3 separate regions of the Mus musculus genome follow, and all the other regions are linked to region 1. The links are chromatin contacts, called in public Hi-C and HiChIP or PLAC-seq maps. All regions are on one chromosome and are shown on one strand. Each heading gives the region's core, a stretch centred on a gene start, on an enhancer-like site or on the middle of the called end of the contact. The rest is flanking DNA. Distances are from core to core; before and after follow the strand shown.

Region 1 (4,803 bases), core at 1,684-4,183:
TGGTTGCTAGGAATTGAACTCAGGATCTCTGGAAGAACAGTCAGTGCTCTTAACCACTGAGCCATCTCTCCAGCCCCCAGAAGTCTTTCTTAAAAGAGGAAGTTTACATATTTTTGAAAAGTCTTCTGACCCATCTTGTTTGGTGATATCCCACATGAACTTCAAGCCAGAAGGAGTCTTGTTCCCCACCTGGCCAATGTTGCTGCAAAGGGCCAAGGAGACACCAAGCAAACATTCCTGCCAGTTCCTCCCACTAGATCCTCTCACCAGCCCCCTACCCCCCCCCCGCCACTAAGTCCTCCCAGTGGGTCCTCCCATCAGATCCTCCCATTAGGTCCTCCCACTAGGTCCCCCACTAAATCCTCCCACTAGGTCCCCCACTAAATCCTCCCACTAGATCCTCCCACTAGGTCCTCCCACTAGATCCTCCCACTCATCCTAATCCCATTAGGTCACATTCCTTTTGTCCAATCATGTTTATATATGCAGTTCCTTCTTCATCAAATCCAAGCATTAAAATAATGTTCCCAGGCTAGAGCTGGAGTTCAACTGGTAGAATGTGTGCTGAGCATGCCAAAGCCCTGGGCGCCATCCTCCAGCCATTCACCACACAGACCAGGTGTGATGGTGCACACCTGTAATCCCAGACACTCGGAAGGTTGGAGTATCAGTTCTGGGGTCATCCTCAGATGTATAGCTAGTTTGAAGACAGCTTGAGCCACGTGTTTCCCGGGATTCTCTGGATTTTGAAGGTTCTCATTTCTTAAACAGAGATTTTGTGAATATGATGTGCTATTCTCTCGCTGCCTGCATTTTGTTACTAGAGTGTAGGCTACTCCATGGAGGGTGAGGAAGTTCAGGTACTTTTCCGATCCTGTGGCAGCTATGACAGCGTCTCCCATAATGCAAAGAAGAATGCAGATCTTCTGGCTTTTCTTAGCCATGGAGCCACTGCAGACTGCTGCTCTGGAGGACATGTACTCACTCCTGCATGAACACGTACTTTGGGCCAGTAGGTTTTCTTCTAGGAATTTATCCTAGGTACATTTTATAGTTGTGCTTTAATAACACAAGGATATTCCCTGAAGTATTGTTGAAATGTGAGATTTTAGGTATTCCAAAAGAATGTTTTAGGGTGGAATTAAATAGCTTCCCTATGGTCTTGGGTAGAAGACTGTATATGGTAAAAAACCTCATTGGTCTCCTGACTCTACAGGAGTAATTCTATTCAAGGTCCCTAAAGGTCAGTTGCTGGGTAGTTGCAGGACTGTGTCATTCAACTTCTGAAGCTTGCAACGAGATGATGAGAAAGAAGTGTTGAAGCTGGTAACAAAAGTATCAATGCAACCCAACATCTCCTAAACAGACCTGTGTGCCTATGGAAACATCATTCGGATAAGGTTAGTATTGCACAATAGCAATACGGAAGGGATGGATTTCTTCTTAAAGAGATATTACCATAGCTACAAAAGAATTGCACACCGTCTAAAAGATATGACAGGGCTGAGAAGAAAACTCAGCTGGCAAAGTGATAGACTTGCAAGCACAGAGGTGAATCCACTGCCCAGAAATCATGTTACGAAAATGATGGGTGTGGTGTTGCAATCCTGGTGCAAGGGGTACTAGAGCTTCCTGGGACTCACTGGGGCTCAGTGGCCAGCCAGGCTAGCCTACTCAGCCAGTTCCAGGCCATCCAGAAACCGAGGTTGTCCTCTGGCCTCTAGGGGAACGCAAGTGCACCTGTGAATATATAAACCCACACAGATGCGTGTTCTCTCTCTCTCTCTCTCTCTCTCTCTCTCTCTCTCTCTCTCTCTCTCTCTCTGTGTGTGTGTGTATGTGTGTGTGTGTGTGTGCGCGCGCGCGCGCGCGCGCCCCTGGAACACCGACTCTGCCATCTCTCATAAAGGTTAAGCTGGGCAGAACTGAGCAATGTATTATTTAGAGTTGCACAGCTATGTGTTGTCTGCAAAGGAAGGCTTGAGAAAGATGAGCACAGTATTCGGGACCATGCCTCCCGTTGCAGGTGTAAGGAGAGGAGCTGGGAATTGGAAGGAATACCTAGAGTGCTTTAAAAATCCTACGAGCAATCTGCTATTCCGAGTGGAGAAGCTGTAACAAATAGAAGGTGGCTGATTGGGACTTGGTTTGGTCTGACACGAACATCAGAGAATTCAAGAAAGATGGCCTGCCAACCCAAGCACAGAAGAGGGAACCCAGCACATTTCTATTTTTCACATGTAATTTAGTATATATTCTAACGTTAGTTAGTGTATGTCCCAGAGGACAAAAAGGGGTGGAAGAAAGGGTTGTTTTTCACCGTGTTGGGTTACATATTTTGAATTCGTCCCAACTGTGCATCGGTTACTTCCCAGAAGGCTTTTGGGAGACTCAGGGATGAGGCTGAAGTCAGGAGGCAGGGCTGACTCTCTCCATGGTTGATGAGGGCCTCTTAAAGTCCTTACATGCCACCACTGTCTAGGACTGAGCCGGTATCACACAGCACAGAGCTCAGGGCAAGGCAGGCTGGGAAAAGATGAACCGGGGTCCTCCGTTTGTAAGGGCTATTGACTACAGTCGGCGGCGGGAACACACCACCATCCTCTGGTCCTGCTGTGGAATCTGGTCAGCATTGGCTATGACCAGCTGGAACTGCTCAGAAGAGGGTCTGAGGACTAGGGCGGCAGAGAGGAGTCCTAACTTCTAAACTTCCTGAGACGAAGGTCGGGGGGACCAGGCAAAGAACCCTGAAGCTTAACTGGGGAACGACAGACAACTCCTTTGCTGGATTTCCGCGCCTCAATTACAAGCTCAAGCGAAAAACTACGATTCCCAGCAGCCCGGCGCTCAGTGCGCAGGCGCAGAGCAGAGACTGGGTGGGCGAGTAGAGGAAGACACATAGAGCAAAGGCTGCCGGGAAGACGTGGCTGTAGGCAACCGAGAGTGCGGCGCAGGAAGACACTTAGAGCAGAGGCTGCCGGGAGCGCGCGGCCAGAGTGAGGCGCAGGCGCAGAACAGAGACTGCCGGGAGCGCGCGGCGGGGCGGAAGTGGCCGCCTGCCCTGTCCGGCCCTACGCAGGTAGGCGGCAGCCCGCAGGCTCCGGAGCCAGGCCCTCAGTGGGTGAGTGACGGTGCGCCCGCGGCCGGGTGCCCTCCCTCGCTGTGTTCTGGGGCCTGTTGCCACCCGCATCCGTCCGGCCCGGCCCCAGGCACCTCAAACTCCCCCCCGCAGCTAGGCTGTGACGGGTGCCGGACAGACAGACGTCTTTCCCCCTCTGGCTTGTGTGGGAGACCTCCCCTTTCTGATGAGGGTGCCGTGCTGAAGTAGTGCGAAACTTCTTCCTCTTCTGACTAGCATGCTTCAAATGCCCCTAGCGACAGTACCTTCCCTCCCTCCCTGCCTGGCCTGGGCACGGGCTCTCCAGTTTGGCACTTGATCACCTCTCTAACAGACCCACCTACGCACCCCATCCTCACCTGTAACCGCCCACTTCCTTGCTCCTGTCCTGGCTCTTCTTGCTGTCATCTAAGATTGGACCTTCCCCCTAGGCAGCATAGTGCACTATCCTTTTTTACTACCCGACTACCGACACCCCCTGCTTCTTCTGCACACCCCCTAGTCCCTTTCTGCACATACAACCCTAATCTCGGCTAGACTCTCCCAGCCTCGAAGTCGGGCATCACCTGGTCCATCCTTACAGAGCTTCCTGCCCCTAGCACCTGTGACATTCATACGCCTCCAGTAAACCCAAGCACCTTTCTGCAGTCACTCGGGAGTGCCTCAGTAACCAGCTTCATTTCCCAGTTCCATCTCAGGTCTATATACTGGACAAAGCTTAGACCTGGGAACCTGGTCTCACGGTGTCAGTGGGGCCTGACTGACTAGATCTTACAAGCTCCCAAGACTGTCCTGCATGTACTGCAGACCCTGCCTTGGGAACTCCTTCTCCCTGCCCCTCTGGGGCTTGTCTGAGGACCATCCTTCTGGACTGGGCTACAGGCCCTCCTTTGAGCTGCTCCCTAGACCTCGGCCTAGCAGTCTTGCTGGAACCCGTGAGCACAGCCTACTTCCTTCTGGATAAGACAAGGGATCTCTGTCACATAGAGCCCAGAGCGTCTTTGCTTGGCTAGAGACAGAATTCTGTGTGCTTTCTTGCTTTCTTTGTTCCATTTGACCTGTTATAAAAAAGTAAATGCTTCTTGCAACTGAATGGACCATGTACTGTGACCATATTGTCCCTCAGTCCCCTTTACCACGTAATATGCACCAGTGTGTCCAGGAATGCATGACATCCTCTGCCTGCTGAGCAGCGGGGACAGGAGGAGAGGTCTAGAGAGTGGAAGAGGCAGGTGTCCCGTTGCCACCCACCTGACTGTGGCATGTGTGCCCATGAAGCTCCCACAGATACGTGCGACCCTGTCACCTGAGCCTTGGAACATCCTTCGCAGTGTGGCTGTCTTCGCCGTGGCCATACAGGTAGGTGTTCCAGTGCGTGTTAGTATCTGTCCTTTGAGGACAGTGGATGGCAGTCCACACTCCTTCCCCTCTCTGTCAAGAGGCATGAAAATACCTATTAGAAGCCAGTGAGTGTTGAGAATTTCTGGAAAGCTTGTCTTAAATGCCAACACTGAAGGAATTAAAACCTTGTATACTGACTTTAAAGACTTTATATTGGCTTTTCTTTTCATCAACACAAGACAGATTGTCTAGGAAAAATTAATAATAACCCTGATCCTAGAGAAGTCCACATGCAATGAAATAGAAACTCAAGGCAGCTCCCGTGCATTGAGAGTGAGCAATTG
Region 2 (4,803 bases), core at 603-3,102, 310 kb after region 1:
CTGAGAAGGACACAGGGGCAAGTGAAATCTCAGCCTTGCCAGGAGCCTTCCTGTAGTGTGGGTTTGGGTTCTGTGGTGGGACAGAGAGACACACCACACCCAAACCCACACATAAATGAAAAATAATTTTTAAAAAATGTAATAAAGCAGGCTGGTGAGATGGCTCAGCGGGTAAGAGCACTGACTGCTCTTCTGAAGGTCCTGAGTTCAAATCCCAGCAACCACATGGTGGCTCACAACCATCTGTAATGAGATCTGACGCCCTCTTCTGGTGTGTCTGAAGACAGTGACAGTGTACTTATGTATAATAATAAATAATTAAATTATTGGGCCAGAGTAAGCAGGGGCTGAGCGAGCAGGGCCAACTGGGGCGAGCGGGGTTGACCAGAGTGAACGGGGGGTCCTAAAAATTCAATTCCCAACCACCACATGAAGGCTCAGAACCATCTGTACAGCTACAGTGTGCTCACATACATAAAATAAATAAATCTTTAAAAAACTAAAGAAAGAATAGTTAACAACAAAAACAAAAATTTAATAAAGCAAAACAAAATAAAAACTCTTGCTAGCATGAAGGAGTCTGCCCCTCTTAGAGTGCCACCAAGCTCAACAGGACAGCCAAGGGCTCAGCCAAAGTCACCCTCTCCCTGACGGACTGACCCATCCGAATCCGTGCTCCTTAGCCACCTCCGTCAAATCAATGCCTGGACTCCGTGGCTGCTCCCCTCTCCCTCGTTTTTATTAGAAGATTAAATGTGTACAATGAGAGCTAATGAAGGGGGAAAGGCATCAGGATCAAAATAAAGGCATAAGTCACCAGCAACGGGGAAACATGTAAAAATGCCCTGTAACAGAATGTTGCCTCCTGTGGCATTGCCAGCCAGGAGCAGGAGGGCGTCTGGAAGTGAGTTTGAACGGCAGATCTGAACAGAATATACTGAGGAATTTTAAAGGCCTCGGAAGTGACCAGGTGTACATTCAATCGATTTGTACATACCATAGATAGCATGCATGCAGAGATTTAACTAGAGGGTAGTTTTCTGGGTTTGTTATTTTAAAAATGTCCATACATACCCCCTCCCCCAACAGTCCATGTGAGTCGCTCGCTCTGTGTCCCCTTTGTCCATACCAGCACATTGCACACAACCAAGGTCTGTGCAAATACAGAATGGATGAACTGACACCCACGTCACCCTGGGATCAGACAGCTCAGAGCCACCCTTAGCAAATCTTCTTTCAGGGGTGGGGTAGGGGCGCTGCACACTGACAGACACCCCCTGCTTCCATTCAGGACTCTCAGCAGCACCCACAGAAGGATGCTCTTCCAGGTCTGGGGGAAAATCTGTCTCTCATGAAGGCAAATGACCCAATCTTTGTCCCCACTCCCACCCCGGCAGTCTGACCTAGAGGATATCACAGACCTCATAGAGATGCGGGAGGAAGTGTCCAGCCTGGTCATTGGAGCCATGAAGGTGGCTGAGGAGTACCAGGACTCCTTTGAGAGGTACTCCTACCTTTGGGTGGATGACCTTCAAGAATTTATGAAGAACTTCCTCATCTTCGGGCACGCGCCCACCCCTGAGGAGCTGGACACCAAGACGGACGACACCATCCCCAAGACACCACCTACCCTGGCTCAGTTCCAGCAGCAGGTGTGTATGGTCCTGTTGTCCTCCTGTGTCACCTCCCACATCCTCGGGTAGACGACCCCCTCCCCACCCCCCACAGGCCTGATTTGAAAGTTGGGTGGCCTGATTGCTATGTAGGTTTTAAATTTGCTCCTGGTGAGGCCAGGAGAGAGAGCATGCCTTACCGCACTATGCCACACGGGGGAGCACCACTGTCACAGGAGGAATAGCATGCCTTACTACACCACGCCACATGGGGGGGAGCACCACTGTACCAGAGAGGCAGCCAGGGAGAGAGAAGAGGCCTCAGCAGGATCTACCAGGCTTGTAGTGTGAATGACTTCAGTTAGGTCAGGTGAGGGCACTATGCTGAGCTGGCTGGTGTCCCATCCTGTGGCAAGTAGGACAGAGGACTGATCCCTGAGAATAAGAGTCCCTAAGAGCCAGATAAGAGGTGGCTGGGAGCACTACACTCAGGCCAGCTCCAGGTGAGGTCTGCAGTCTAAGAATCGGCCTTCAGGGTCAGCAAGAGCTCAGGTGTCAGAATTGGGAATCTAGAAAGTGAAGCAATCCAGTCCTGAGGTTGGTCTTGGGCACAATGAGAAAGCCCTCTCCTCCCCCACACCAGTGAGAAGAAAGATGGGATGGCTCAAAGTCTGCAGGTGCTCCCATGAGTTAAGGGGTGCCCTTTGGGAGTCCCCTCCTGCTCCAGAAGCCTTACTGTAGTCACCCAATCCCATCCTCTTCTGTCTATCTGTCCCCTCCTAGAGGTGGGGCAGAAGGAGCTCTGAGGTGTTGGGACAGGGCAAACAGGTAGCAGTGGTCTCAGCCTCTCTTAAGCTGCACCCTGGGCCACCTGGCTGCCCTTCACAGCCAGACAGGAAGCGGCGATGGCTAGTGGGGGACACACAGCCATGGCTGATGGAATCCACGGCTGTGTTGGGCAGATTGACTCGTATGAGAAGCTGTATGAGGAGGTGTCCAGCTGTGAGAACACCAAGGTCTTCCATGGCTGGCTGCAGTGTGACTGCCGCCCCTTCAAGCAGACCTTGCTCAACACCATCAAGCGCTGGAGTTTTCTGTTCAAGCGATACCTGAACAACCACGTCATCAACAGGTGAGGCCATGGCCCGCTGCTGCAAATCTGAGACTTCCCCGGACCCCCCCCCCCCCGACAGCCTGGGAGAGGCACCACGGACTTAGTAAGTGGCTCAGTGGCCTGATCTGAAAGTTGGGTGGCCTGATTGTGATATAGGCTTTACATTTATTTGCTCCTGGTGAGGCCAGGAGGAACAGCATGCCTTACCACACCATGCCACACGGGGGAGCACCACTGTCACAGGAGGAACAGCATGCCTTACCACACCATGCCACATGGGGGAGCACCACTGTCACAGGAGGTGGTGCATGTGGTTCCTTGCTGTGACCAGTGCAGGGCAGGTAGAAGAGTGAAGTACCTGTCAGGCTCTGTGTTGAAGCCTTGAGCCTGGCAGGAAGGCTGGGACAGCCCAGTCATTGCACAGGAAGGTCACCGACAGCAGCATAAGCATTCTCTCTAACTGAGCCCATCTGGGCGGCTGGCTGCTCTCAGCTGTGGCTTTAAGATAGCGCTCAAGGATCAGCCTGGGCTACGCTAATACTTTTGTGACATCTAGGCCGAGGGGGACCACATGGGGGGGCAGTGGCTGCCCCTCTCCAGGTGGTGCCTTGCATGGCAGTCGAGTGTCCCTGCTAAGGGGACATTGAGGTGGTGGCCGAGGAGGATGAGCCCCTCACCTGAGTCCCCCTGTCCTGCAGCCTCGCTGATCTGGAAAGCTTCATGAACATCACCCGAACAGCCCTGAAGAAGCCACTTAAGGAGGGAGACTACGACGGGCTGGTAGAGGTCATGGGGCACCTGATGAAAGTCAAGGAGAGGCAGGTGGCCACCGATAGCATGTTTGAGCCCCTGAAGCAAACCATCGAACTGCTCAAGAGCTATGGGGAGGAGATGCCGGAGGAGATCTACTTGAAGCTGCAGGTGGGTTCCAACAGTGCTGTGCTGGAGTACTGTGGCAGGTCGCTGCAGGCTAGACACTTACGAGACTCCAGATCCCCAGGGGTATGGAGGCCAGAGACAGAATCTTCCCGGAGAAGAGGGCCCAAGTGGTCACCGCTGAGGCTGGTGAGAGCCTCCTAGTAGTTTTGTGGGGTTAAAGCCATCTCCACGGCCTCTCATCTCCCTGAATGTGGAGGTCACTCACTCCCGATGGGTGTGAACGCTGATGGAGACGGGAGCAGAGAGAGGCTGCCTGTGCCCTGCCATCCACTGCCCACATGACAGCCATTGTCACACTGACTGGGCTATGGCTGAGCAGGGTGGGGGATGTCCCTCTGGAGGGCCTCCAAGGAGCCACCCCCTCCCCAGCTGTGCCTGGCTCCTCGGTTTCCCATCTCTTCCCAAGCCTATCAGCTTCCCTCCCTCCCTCCCTCCTCACTTCCCCCTTACCCTCTGTCACCTACACAGACACAGCCATGCACACACACACACGCACACACACATACTCATATGCACACGCGCGTCCATATTCCCGGATGCACATACATGCACACGTGTGCACATCTGCACCATCACATGAATCTGTGCACAATGCACACACGTGCATGGGTTCAAGCTGATGAACACTATGAAAGGTAGAGAAAGTTCTGATTGGCACAGCACTGGGCTTCCCGCTCTGCCGTTCTGGGGCCGGCTGGGGACATCGTGAGCACTTTGTGCTACTTTAAAAGTCTCTCCCGAGCCTTCAGTTTTGACATGGCAGAGAGCTTTAAAAGGGGAGAGACAGAGGCTCAGGGAGACACCTTGCTACCCAGCACCCACGTGGCAGCTCACAGCTGTCTGTAATTCCGTTTCTAGGGGCTCCGGCATCCTCCTCTGACCCCTCTGGGCACTGCATGCATGCAAACACTCAGACATATTAAATACTTTAAAAAAAAAACAAACCCAAGTAACTCCAATGGGAAAACGGAGGCAGATGACAACCCCCACCCATGCTCTGCCTTCGCCTCCCACAGGAGCTGCCAGAGCAGTGGACCAACACCAAGAAACTGGCCATTCAGGTGAAGCAGAATGTGGCGCCCCTCCAGGCCAACGAGGTTAACATCCTGAGACGAAAGTGCCAACAGTTTGAGGTAG
Region 3 (4,803 bases), core at 1,678-4,177, 270 kb after region 1:
AGTTTCTGAGATTGTGTGCCCTTTGGAATTCTGGGAACTTTTTGGAGGGTATATAAATGCTAGAGTCCCAATAGGTGGGATCAGTGGTTGTTGGTCATTCAAGGGCATTGGTTGTGGTTTATTAGTAGCCATGCTCAAAGAAGAAACAAAAAGGAAAGAAATTAGATTCAGGGATCTCTATATCTCTCTTGCCTCTATCCTTCTTTCTATCCTATCTAGTAATAGGCAGTAAAATGGGGAGGGGGCTGGGGAGTGATAAAGGGTGGGAAAAAGAACCCACAAAGTAGCAAAGACCAGCTACATCAGCACTGGTTGGTGTCTCCTAGACTAGAGCCTTAAGCGTGGCTCATCCCCTCTGTACTTGTGCAACTGCTTGCTAAAATATATGTCTTAGCCCATTCTTGCTACTGTAACAAAAAAAAAAACAAAAAAACAAAAAAAAACGAGAGCCTGGATGATCAGAAATGACAGAAATGTATTGCTCACAATTATTGCCCGAGCTTTTGTCCCCACGGGCAAGAACACACTCGGGACAACCGGAATCTTCTGCGGCAAAAGCTTTATTGCTTACTTCTCAGGAAGACCCCGAACCCAGAAAATGGCGCTGCTTATATAGCCCGCAGCGTGACGTTTCAGCACCTGATGTGGCGTGACAGCTCCTGATTCGTTGCTAGCCCATCATCACCCCATTACTATGCCCCGAGATGGGCAGTGGCTAGGCGTGAGTTCACTCTTGCACTTGCGCATAAGGCTTGTTTACTAGTTAGGCGCAGTGGAAGCCAGCGCCATCTTATAATGGCGATTGCTCACGGCATGCATGGCTCTCCACAGCGATTGCTCGCGGCACGGCTCTCCACACACAATTCCACAATTCTAGAGTCTGGGGCTCAAAGATCAAGGCCAGCACTGCCGTTGCTGAGGGCTCAGTCCCCATGTTTTAGATGCCACTTTGCTGCTATGCCCTTCTGTGTTGTAAAGTCATCGAGTCCTCTACACCTTCATCTCATTTGAAAGAGTCCCCCTTACCAACCTGCTCACCTCAAAAAGAGCCCAGCTCTTTACACTATCACCCGAAGGATTACGATCCAACAAATTTTATAGAGATACCAACTTAGACCATAACAACCTGAGTGGTAGGCTGAGACAAGCACACTCTTACATACATAGAAACCCATGGTTTCTCTTCCTAGCCTGCATAGAAAGTCATGACAGTAGATTGAGAGATACCGGGACCCAAGTCAAGAAAGACTGAACAGCTCAGAAGGGGGACCAACCACAGCTGGATGGGTTCTCAGGCAGCAGCCACAGGTCCTGGGATGCCAAAGAAAGGAAGCCAGGTCTGCTGGGTCAAAAAACAGAAACTTCACAGATGGGCTCCCACTCCAGTTACATCACAGAGACAGACAGAATCCCAGGTCAGTATGAAGTGCCGCTCTAGTGCATCTTGAAGAAGAGAAAAGAGATACAAGAAATTGGGAAAAGCTGACTTTTTCTTTCTATTGATACCTTGCTGTATGTTCAGCTGGTTGCACTTCTTTGCATTGAGCGTAGTCCTTTATCACGGTTCCAGAATCAAGCTGGCTGAAGTACACAGAGCTGGGACTGGGGAGATGGCTCTGTGGGTAAAGTGCTTGCATCTCAGGCATGAGGACCTGAGTTCAGTTCCCTGGACCCCACATAAAGCCAGATACAATATTGCACATCTGCAAGGGGTGGAGGCCGAACACCTCCACCTGGAAGGAGGAAGAATGGAAGCTCGTGAGCCAGCTAGCCTGAAGCACAGCATAGCGAGTAAGAAAACATGTTGTCTCCAAGGAGATGGAAGGCTGCTGCCCTCTGACTGTCACACAAGTCCCATGGTGCATTGGCACCTACACCACCACCCCACACAGAGCATCTTTTAAAGTTCATGGGTGTGAAAGAGCTAAGGAGAACTTCATGTGGCAGGAAAGTGGACAGCTTCCTGTTCACCCTCACAGCCCTTCCCTGCCCTGCATGCCGGTGGATGGAGGGGTCCTAAACACCCGCTTGCTCTCACCCAGCACCTGTCTGTAGCAGCTGTGGTAAAGCCTCTAGTGATTGTCCTTGAGGCTCTACGTGTGCCTGTCTGTCTCTCCCCTTTAGATAGCATTAAATGGACCCAGTGTGACCTGGAGCAGAGGACCATTCATGGTGTTCTCAACAGACTGCAGTCCAACACACATTTGACCTAACTCCGCCCATCTCACCCTCAGATGTGTGCCTTGGGCCTGTACATAATCAGTTTAATTTTCCATGGCTGAGAGCTTTGTGGGGGCAAAGCATGAGCTAAGGGTATTGCCAGCCAGTTCCTACTGGTCTATGAGTCAAATCTGGTCATGTCATGTACTGTGTGGAATTCATCCTAAAATGTAGTCAAGCAAAAATAAATAAATACCAAGCATAAAAATACAAATGAATAGAATTCATTGCACTCTGCAGCCAGGCTGTTGAAATGACCATTGGCCACTGAACTGTCCTTGAACTCCAAAAGGAACTCAGTGGGGCACAGCATCAGTTTTGAAGCAGATGAGTTCTGCCCCTAGCTGTGAGGAGTCTAGGGTCTTGAGTCTCCTCAGGGCCCCCAGGCCCTTACTTCCCATCCTGCTCTTACGCAGGCTTTGTCATGCACTAAATTTACCACTTGGCCTACAAGTGTGCCCTGCTTAGATCCTGTGTGCTATCCTAAAGACATGGACATTGCTTGTGCCCAGGAGGTTTGTCAGAACCTGTAGGGTGACCTGGAATTCTGGAGGCCCTAAGTCAGAGTAAGGCCTCTGCTGGGTGTCTCCTCTGGGGCTCCTGACTGCTGATGTGGCTGTTGCTTCTGTTGCCTAAGCCCTGCATATTCATGTGCTGTTCTGTGTATGACCTCATTTCCCTTTGCGTAAAGACGCCAGTCATGTTGGATCTGGGCCCACCAACTCCAACATGACCTCATCTTAACCACCACAGTATTGATGCTAGCCATAGATAGATATGGAGATGTGGTCGCCTGCTAGCACTTCAGTCTGTGCGTGTGGAGAGGCAGGGACACAGTTAAACTAAGTTAAACACAGTTAAACACAAAGGGGTACCCTTTGTGATGTCTCATTTCTCCTAGGATGGCTGGTTGCTTCCCATTCCCTGCCTTCCTGAGGCTCATTGTCTTTGCCTGTGTCCCCATGGTTATCTGTGTCCTGTGGTCTGACAGTGCTCAATGTCAGGGTGGACAAGAATCCAGGAAGAGCTTGTAATAGATGTGAGGGCCAAGAGGAGATGGAGTTCTGCATCTCTGGATGAGCACATGGGTGGGAAATCCCATTTGGAGATCCTATAGAATAAGCAGTTATTTCTGAGAAAAGTCTATGCAGATCTATACTATATATTCTGCATAGTTATAATCAAGTTTATATTCTTGTTTGTTTGGTCGGTTTTTGTTGTTTTTTGTTTGTTTGTTTGTTTGTTTGTTTGTTTGTTTGTTTTGGGGGGGTTGCTGTTGTTGTTTTTTTGTTTTTGTTTTTTTTGTTTTTGTTTTTTGTTTTTTTGAGACAGGGTTTCTCTGTGTAGCCCTGGCCATCCTAGAACTCACTTTGTAGACCAGGCTGGCCTCGAACTCAGAAATCCGCCTGCCTCTGCCTCCCAAGTGCTAGGATTAAAGGCGTGCGCCACCACCGACCTGCACAAATTTATATTCTTGATCCTAATTAGTATTTTTAAATTTTTATCTTGACTAATATTTTTAGCCAGTTGTTTGTTTTGTTGATTTTTGTTTGTTTTCTTGTCTTTTTTTGAGACCAGGTCTTACCCCAGGCTGGCCTAAAAGTCAAGATCCAACCTGCTTCTAGCACCTGAGTCCTGGGTTTACAGACACATACCACTATGCCCAGCTTGCTAATCTTGTATTTTCTTTTAAGTGTTATTTATTTTTAAGTGTGTGTGTGTGTGTGTGTGTGTGTGTGTGTGTGTGTGTGTGTGTGAGAGAGAGAGAGAGAGAGAGAGAGAGAGAGAGAGAGAGAGAGAGAGAGAATGTACACCACGTGAGTGCAGTGCCCACAGAGGTCAGTAGAGGGCACCAGATTTCCCAGAACTGTAGTTACAGGCAGTTATGAGTTGCCTAACTGGAGTTCTAGAAACCAAACGTGGGTCCTCTGAAAGAGATGGTGTGTGCTATTAACTTCTGAGCCATTTCTTCAGTCCCATTGATCTTTCAAATGGCTGGATTCTGTTTGTTTCTGATGTGACTTGTGTTGTCCTTGTCCTTGGGATCAGGAGGGGTGGTCCATGGTTGCTGCCTCTTTAGCTGCAGCCCTGGCGTCCCTGGGGTGCAGTTGGTTAAGGTTCTGCTGTAGCACAGGTTTAACATGTGTGCTGCATCTCTCTGACTTGGGGGTGTATGAATCCACCTTTCCCAGTCAGCCGTGTGCAAACGCCAAGTTCTATTTTTACACCTCCTCAGCTCCTTTGACAGTGCCTCTCTCTCCTGCTTAGCAACAAGAAAACCAAATTTAACTTCACCTGTAAACAAGTCTGTCAGGCATTTTCCCCCACTTATAACCAACTGATTTAACTTTGTTGCTCTCAGATAAACATCAGCCCCTGTTCAGTACTAGGCACTGGCTGGTCAGGAGCACAGCTGTTCTGGTGGTTGTCTGTCCCCTCCTAAGCAGCCACGCCCTCAGGCTGGCTGTTAGGGCTATGGAAAGGGATGTAGTGGGGAGGTGGTAGTGGTCGCTCTGGTGGCATCAGGTTGTGGCACACTGGGAAGTTTGACATCTCCTCCTTTACTGGTCTCCCAGTGTTGGG

Evidence for each region. A called contact is a pair of places that touch in the nucleus more often than the background predicts. HiChIP or PLAC-seq counts read pairs in DNA pulled down with a chosen protein or histone mark.
Region 2: a contact with region 1 is called in a Hi-C map of regulatory T cells, with 3 times the contacts expected there. The contact joins the enhancer-like site here to the promoter of Cant1 in region 1. A contact is called at or near these places in 1 of 39 promoter capture datasets (pre-B cells), 1 of 484 Hi-C or Micro-C datasets (regulatory T cells), 3 of 115 datasets of contacts at active chromatin or transcription factors (extraembryonic endoderm stem cells, large pre-B cells and pancreatic cancer cells) and 1 of 9 other capture datasets (pancreatic islet).
Region 3: an HNF4G HiChIP or PLAC-seq map of pancreatic cancer cells shows a contact between it and region 1. The contact joins the enhancer-like site here to the promoter of Cant1 in region 1. A contact is called at or near these places in 5 of 115 datasets of contacts at active chromatin or transcription factors (bone marrow-derived dendritic cells, bone marrow-derived macrophages, effector CD8 T cells and 2 more).

Annotation. Positions count from the first base shown.
Region 1 is chr11:118,417,248-118,422,050 of GRCm38.p6, reverse strand. Cant1 (calcium activated nucleotidase 1) reads left to right here and starts at 2,933. Exons shown (of 5, transcript NM_001025617.2): 1 at 2,933-3,121; 2 at 4,397-4,477.
Region 2 is chr11:118,101,265-118,106,067 of GRCm38.p6, reverse strand. Dnah17 (dynein, axonemal, heavy chain 17) reads left to right here. Exons shown (of 81, transcript NM_001167746.1): 19 at 1,398-1,652; 20 at 2,576-2,745; 21 at 3,426-3,648; 22 at 4,683-4,799. Among named protein-coding and RNA genes, the nearest start is that of Dnah17, 26 kb to the left of the region's middle. Within about 2 kb of position 1,852, at least 40 of the 459 cell types and tissues checked have an H3K27ac peak or open chromatin away from gene starts, as enhancers often do. A contact at or near this core is called in regulatory T cells, where this site is marked.
Region 3 is chr11:118,151,260-118,156,062 of GRCm38.p6, reverse strand. No RefSeq gene overlaps it. Among named protein-coding and RNA genes, the nearest start is that of Gm38514, 16 kb to the right of the region's middle. Within about 2 kb of position 2,927, at least 60 of the 459 cell types and tissues checked have an H3K27ac peak or open chromatin away from gene starts, as enhancers often do. A contact at or near this core is called in bone marrow-derived macrophages, memory CD8 T cells and pancreatic cancer cells, where this site is marked.